2 separate regions of the Zea mays genome follow, and region 1 is linked to region 2. The links are chromatin contacts, called in public Hi-C maps. All regions are on one chromosome and are shown on one strand. Each heading gives the region's core, a stretch centred on a gene start, on an enhancer-like site or on the middle of the called end of the contact. The rest is flanking DNA. Distances are from core to core; before and after follow the strand shown. Region 1 holds the start of LOC100284803 (40S ribosomal protein S29). Region 2 has its middle 18 kb from the start of LOC100286003.

The links. A called contact is a pair of places that touch in the nucleus more often than the background predicts.
Region 1: a contact with region 2 is called in a Hi-C map of leaf, with 3 times the contacts expected there. The contact joins the promoter of LOC100284803 here to the enhancer-like site in region 2. A contact is called at or near these places in 4 of 25 Hi-C or Micro-C datasets (ear, endosperm, leaf and 1 more).

What each region holds. Positions count from the first base shown.
Region 1 is chr3:136,330,352-136,333,658 of Zm-B73-REFERENCE-NAM-5.0, reverse strand. LOC100284803 (40S ribosomal protein S29) reads left to right here and starts at 1,972. Exons shown (of 3, transcript NM_001157698.3): 1 at 1,972-2,096; 2 at 2,427-2,526; 3 at 3,012-3,205. The coding sequence starts at 2,035. The coding sequence ends at 3,020. LOC103650593 reads left to right here. Exons shown (of 4, transcript XM_008676161.2): 4 at 1-191.
Region 2 is chr3:135,905,909-135,909,535 of Zm-B73-REFERENCE-NAM-5.0, reverse strand. It overlaps the pseudogene LOC103652201. Among protein-coding and RNA genes, the nearest start is that of LOC100286003, 18 kb to the right of the region's middle. Within about 2 kb of position 1,480, at least 17 of the 20 cell types and tissues checked have an H3K27ac peak or open chromatin away from gene starts, as enhancers often do. A contact at or near this core is called in ear, endosperm, leaf and 1 more, where this site is marked.

The DNA.
Region 1 (3,307 bases), core at 723-3,222, 420 kb before region 2:
CTGTATGAATAATAGTAAAAATAATTTACTTTCTTGCCTTTGAATGATTCCGGTTCTATTGTACAAGGACCTGCAAGTGTTTTTTCCTTCGGATTGCTGAGTACTCGAGCTATTGCAGCAATGATTTTCAGTAACCAAGAGTTTGGCTGTCTTTTCTTTTGTGCATCTGTCCAATAAATGCTGACTACAAATTATTTTGGATACCGTATAAATGTAATCCTACTCATAGCCAGGAGACAGAAATATTCGGTGCTTTTGAACTCTTCCCCAGTGGTTATGGATAGTACCCTTTTCGTTTGAGGCTTTTTGCTGTTGATGTTATGGATAGTACCCTTTATGTTGGTCTCTTGTTCTAATCTATTGTCTGTGTGCATATTATTATTTGTACAGTCAAATGTAGCTTGCACCAACAGATCAGTAGTACTCCCAATTTGTTCTAAAATAAGTACATATTTTAGAGTTAGACTATTTAACTTCAGTTATCTTTTTTCTACATCCTCTTCTCGTAAAGGCAATGATTATTAGTATATATCTAATCTTTTACAGTACGAAATGTATTTGATTTGCAACGGAAGGAGTAGTAGTTACCGATCAATGGAAACTCACTTCAGTCTCTGGCCAAGAGCGGAGTCGTCGCCGGTAGAAATGTTCGTGTCGACTGACCGGAACTGCTTGTACCGGCGAATGTCCCGCCACCCGAATTCTGGGACACCGTAGGGGTCTGCTGAGCTTCTTCCGCAGGAGTCGGAGACCGACGACGGCGACACTCTGCATCTCATCTCACCGTAACAGCAGACTGAAAAACAATAATTTGGTCCAAGGCACAATCTCAGCCCCAATAGCACCTCGCCAGCTTGCCTCACGCACACGCTTGCACAACACCGCCCAAGCTCGGACGTGTCTTCTGGTCGGTCGGCAGATGCCACACCCAGAACTCGTCCTTGGTGCCGGCGCTGGGGTGCTTCCTAGGGCTCGCCTTGGGCGACATGGACCTGCGCCGGTGGCCGAGGACGTCCTTCCTTGGGGCCCGCTCCTTCTTCTCCTCCACGACGGCCGCTACGAATAACACGACGGGGCCGGCGTGGCCCAGGGGTGCCACAGGCACGTCGTCGTCAAGGTCGAGCAGGGGCTCCAGCGCCTGGACGACGGTGGACATGTCCAGCCGGTTCTTGGGGCTGCCGCTGAGGCACCGGTACGCGACCAGCGCTGCGCTCTGGGCCGCCCGCGCCGAGTACTGGCCCTTAACGCGAGCAGAATCCGGGGCGGGGCCAGATCCGTGGATGGCAAGGGAGATGCGGGGCGAGGAGGTCTGCCCCAAATATTTGGATGGAAACTTCTCCCCCATATAGAGGACGAGTGCGGTGGGGGCGAGGTCCGCGGGTGGAGGACCTTTCCATGGAGACCGAGCGGGGAGCGTGGACGCGGACGCGGATCCGAGGTGGAGGATGGCTGGGACGCGGATCTGGGGCGAAGGTGGAGGACCCTTCCATGGAGACCGAGCAGGGTTTAGGGATGACGTGAGCATCACGGACGCCTTCCATGGAGAGTGTGGATGTGGACGCGGATCCGGGGCGGAAGATGGCAGGGACGCGGATTTGGGGCGAACGCCCTTGCCGAGGGCGTGGGGGACCGCGGCGTGCGTTACGGGGACTGGGCGGGCATCGCGAGGACGGGTGCGGGAGCGGAGCCACGAAGCGGTGGTGGACGCTTACTTTGCTCTTTTATAGAGTAGTAAAGATATGCTTTTGCGAGCCGTGCCTTTATGGACCGTGCTATGTGCCGTGACGTGCCAGACCAGCCCAAATGTACAGATATAGAGAGAGTTGGACTGAACCACAAAGAAACTGGACCAGGAGCTTCATTTCGGCCCAATAATAGGACTATGGAACCACGGATTGCTCGGCCCAATCGGACAAGCTCCTGCGTTAGGGTTTAGCTCGCGGCGTCTGCTATATAAACTTCCGCTTCTCCAAACGGCACCGCCACTCTCCATCTATTCCTCACGAGCGATTGCGGCGGCGGAAGTAAGAGGCGATGGGGCACTCCAACGTGTGGAACTCGCACCCCAAGAACTACGGGCCCGGATCCCGCGTCTGGTACGTGCGTTCCCTTTTGCCATGGTGCGTAGCGTTAGGGGTTTGATTGGGTTTCTCTCCCGCATGATAGCTTTGAACGAATCCAAGTTGTAGGGTTAGTATTCTTTTCGCTCGGTTGGGATTTAGGTTCCTCCGTCGATAGGGTTTTTGCAGCTGCTGTCGTCGCTAGGATCGATGGTGTTCGAGCTTGTGTATCGATTGGACTATTGTGGATTAGTACATCCAGTGGAATTATGAACTTGTCTGTATTCATGTTGTTATGGAGTATGACACAAGTATTTTGTGGTGTTGTTTTGGTAAGTGTGCTGATGTACTTGTTCGCTTTTGCAGCCGGGTCTGTGCGAACCCTCATGGACTGATCAGGAAGTACGGGCTGATGTGCTGCAGGCAGTGCTTCCGCAGCAACGCCAAGGACATTGGCTTCATCAAGGTATACAATATAAGCTTCAAACAGCTGCGTGATTGATGCTTACCATGGTATTTATACTGAATATACTGGAACAGGTGCCGCCAAAACAATACACTATACTGATTTCAGTGCTCCATGGTTCTATGGTGCATAGTGTCTGATACTAATCTATATAGTTGATAGTTCTATTATATTTTTTTGAGTTAGTTACTGCCAGCTCGATGAGGACATTTTGCACTCTGGTATTTCTATTTATTTAGACAGTTTTCTTTGACGATATGTTACTTTCTTGCAAGCGCATCCATTGTATTTTGTTGAAATTTGACCTATACTGCTGCTATTCTTTTTTTAATTAAAGAATGAATTGTGGTTATATGTTTTCTTGTTATGATGCTTAAAATGCTGACAATTATTTGGTTGCCAATGGCAATGTTTTGAAATTTCTCCAGTTAGGTTGGACTTGCTATCACTGATTAACTAATGCATTGTCTATGTTTTTGTTGCAGTACCGCTGAAGTCAGCTGGGCGGGCTATCTGAATGCCATCTCTTGGACAGTGTAGTAGAGGCGATGCCACAATTTTAATTACTGTCATTTAGATGTTCCCTTCAGAACTCTGCTATTTAAGTCCGCCATGTTTGTGATGGAGAACTGAAGCTTTGTTTGTTATACTGATTATGAGTTACCTGTGCTTTGCCTAAGCTTTCTTGTCTTCTACTCTCATATTTGGATGGCTAAGGTGTCATAATAGTTGTACGTGGATTAGATGCCTTCATTTTAGAAGGCTGCAGTCATTGTTCGTA
Region 2 (3,627 bases), core at 231-2,730:
GCAAGGGCCAAGCACCTCGGTCAAGTAACTCCATAGAGAGCCACGGGCCTTCTCCATGTGCAAGTGGTGCTCCGCTTCTGGTTCCTCTCGGACGCTCCCCACCGTCTCCACTATCGAACTTCCGGCCGAAACGTAGCGGGCCTCGTTTCCATCGGTACATGGTGGCGGCCATGACATAAACTCGGTTGTCACTGTCTCGCAAGACTCTCACCACACTCAATACAATTACAATGACTTGCGCAAGAGCCGAGGGGTTGTATGGTTTTTCTAAACTCACTCAACTAACTAGGATTCACCTAGAGCAAGCGCATAAGCGGTCTAACTAACATAAGCACTTCGCAAAGCACCTACGCTAATCACCGAGTGATTCTATTAAGCACTTGGGTGTATAAGCACTTAGAAATGTCTACAATATGTCTTGGTATGTTGCTTGAGCTCCCACACCTCCAAATGACCGGTTATGTGAAGTATATATAGGCCTCAACTCAATACAATTCACCTACGCCTGCTTGGGCCGCATCCGCTCACAAGCCCAACTTTAAAATTTGTGCCAATATGTGGGGTACCAACGTCAGTCCCTACCGCCGCGCATGTCGCTCGCCTCTGCCTCTGCCGCGTGGGCCTCGCCAAACTAAACACGTCTCACACATGAGCTAGGTCTCTACTGTGTGGGGTCAGGCGATGAGACACGTCTTCTCCACAGTGAACTCACTGTGATCGTAACCAATCGCCAAATCTCCAGCTAGGAAATCATCCAATCGACTCAGACCTATCCACTAACTTTGCGTAGGGTATAAATATGTGCCTATCCAGCTAGGAAATCGTCCAATCGAATCAGACCTATCCACCTACTTTGCGTAGGGTATAAATATGTGCCTATCTCGCATCACTGGCCATTCATGCGAGTTCTGGCATAGTTCCGAGAGTGTGCGACGGAACAGAGAGAGTCGAAGGGAGCCACCAAACAACGCTATTGGTCACGCACCACCGCTCAGCCATTGGCGAATGATCAGGGAGCTTTACCAAGGTGCAGGGAAGGTCTACGTGGGCTTCTCTCGCAGGATTAGCGGCTCGGGTGCCCGGGGTTTCTCGTCGTAGATTTTCCACCACCGCGAAATGCACGGACATCGTGGATAGCATCTTCTACCTCCCAATCCTAGATGAGGATGCTCTCATTCAATTCATGGTCACCCCTAGCGTTATATAGCTTGTGTCAGCGCTCATTGTGGGTGCTCGAGCTTGGGTTGGCCGGCAAGGGCGCAGCCTTGGGGCTAGGCGCCGCCACCTATTACCGTCATGGAGGGAGATGAAGTCAAGTCATTGATCCCTGGACATACGACTGCGATTAAAAGATGAACACCGCTTCGTGGTTCTTTATCCCGATCGTCGATTGGAGGATGGATGGAGGAGATAAGATCTATCTTAAATAAAATCTCGGCCGAAGATCTTTAAACCGACAGCTCGGATCTTATACCAATTCATTATGTGGTGGATTTAATCTAGACCGCCCAGATTAAATCGTGTGGCTCACACGCACCGATACCCCATCGGTTGGCATTTTTGCTAAAGAGACCCTGGTTTTTTGCCTATTTCGCCCATAGTCCCTCTCTATGGTAAAACATTTGTCGACGAGTCCTGTTTTTAACAGAATTCACCCCAAACTCTTATGGAATATAACTCGTTGTCCCTAGTCGAAGAAAATAAAAAAATGAATTTGAAAAACAGAACAATCCTCTAAAAATTAATTATTAGTATAGATTAAAATCCAATAACTTAGATAATTCATATCTCTCACGTATTAACTCTGATTTCAGTGGTTCTCGAACCTACGAATTCCTTGAGATGCGTAGAATAATATTATGCATTGTATTCTCTTGTTTGGTGTGATGTTAATTTTTTCTATAAAATGTGTGTTTGTATTGCGGCGAGTAAACGAGCAAGTGAGCAAGGAACCTGGAGCACCGCAAGTTGAAGATTCTGAGCATGAGCTCTGAGAACGCAAGTTGTGTTCTTGATCATTTTCTGATCTAGGAATGTTTATGTTTCTGATAATCACCATGACATGTTTAGGTTAAATTGATGGGACCTAATAGGTTACCTAGTTTTGTTTACCCTACACCTTGCATACAAAATAATTATTGAATAGTCTTGCTATTTCTCTACCTGATTTTGGGATTAATGCAATATATGAAATATGATCATGCTTTATTATTACTATCAATGGATTCTTTATTGTTCATGATAAGATTATTTTGTTAATTGGAACATGGAGAACCATCCGAGAAAACAGTGCTACCACAAGGGTGAAATGGGGCGCCCTTGGCCAATTAATTAGGAAAGCTAGTATGAGTTAATTCTTTCCCGAAAGGGGTAAGGGAGGTGTTAGAAGCTGTCGGTATAGGGCGGTTCTCAGGTCGATATGTCTGTCATAGCTTTTTGGACGAGGGGTTCCTATATCGCCCCTCCTGACTAAAACTGAAGCGGGTTTTCTTATGCTAGTGGAACTTTGTAAGGCCTCGTAGTGTACCCTCGCCAACTCACCTTGGAAGTGTCTAAGGGTTCATACAACCCCGAGCAAAAAGGGTACACGACTTGTGGGTAAAGATGTCCAACCTCTGCAGAGTATAAAACTGGTATATCAGTCGTGCTCATGGTCAAGAGTTGTTCGGACCCTCGTATGAGTAAATTATGGAATTAAACCTTAACCTGTCATGCAGTGCATTGTGGGAAGTATCATTATCTCTACTATCTATTAAGGCAATAGTGTAGACCATCTTCGTGCCCCCGCCTCCCCTCTCCGCGTGTGCCCCCGCCTCCGCGAAACCTATGCGGCATCCACACCGACTCCGCTCCGGGGATGCTCAGCTGGGCTACCGCTTCGAGCTGGTGCCCGACCACAACAGCAACATCGCGGGCTCGGGCGTGTGCGTGGCCGAGTCCGGCGTCCCAGCGGCCTGAGGCGGTCGGTTCGCCATCGACCTGACCACAGCCGGATCCCCCAGGCGGGGCAGCGGCGAGTTGGGCCACGCGCTATGGCCCTGGGCGGCTTCGTGATGTCGACCATCGTGCAGGGGGAGGGCGCGGCAGGCCCTCCGTGGAGATCGGCGTGGCGCACGTCGGGTGCGCCGAGGACGTCGTCGCGTTCGTCGCTTTGGCGGACGACTGCCCATGTCCGGATCTACGTTAGCCCTAGCTCGCGAGGTCGACGCTGATGGATCCAAGGACACCAGCGCCGCCCCTCTCCAAGCTCCCCTAATGGCCGTCGCGGGCGAGTTCCCCTGGGCAGTCGTCTGCCCCTCTCCCACCGCATCCGAGCTCCGACAAGCGCAGAACTGGCAAGGCGTGGTCGGTGGCACCACAATGGACGTGGGTAGCCAGCGTCCGGCCAAGCTCCATCCAGATCTGATCATAGGCGTCCACAAGCGACACCACGCCCCTGCCCGGCACCCCTAGCCTCCGCCCGCTGCACCACGACAGATGTCGCATAGAGGCCGATGGCGGGAAGCTCCGCCTCGCTCCCTCCAGCGACACCTGCGCTCTCGTCTCCGTGCTCTTTAGCAGCCTCCGGATGGCATTCAGGTTCGCCGAGATCGAGTATGTCACCAAGGTGAGCGCCCGACGATCCTG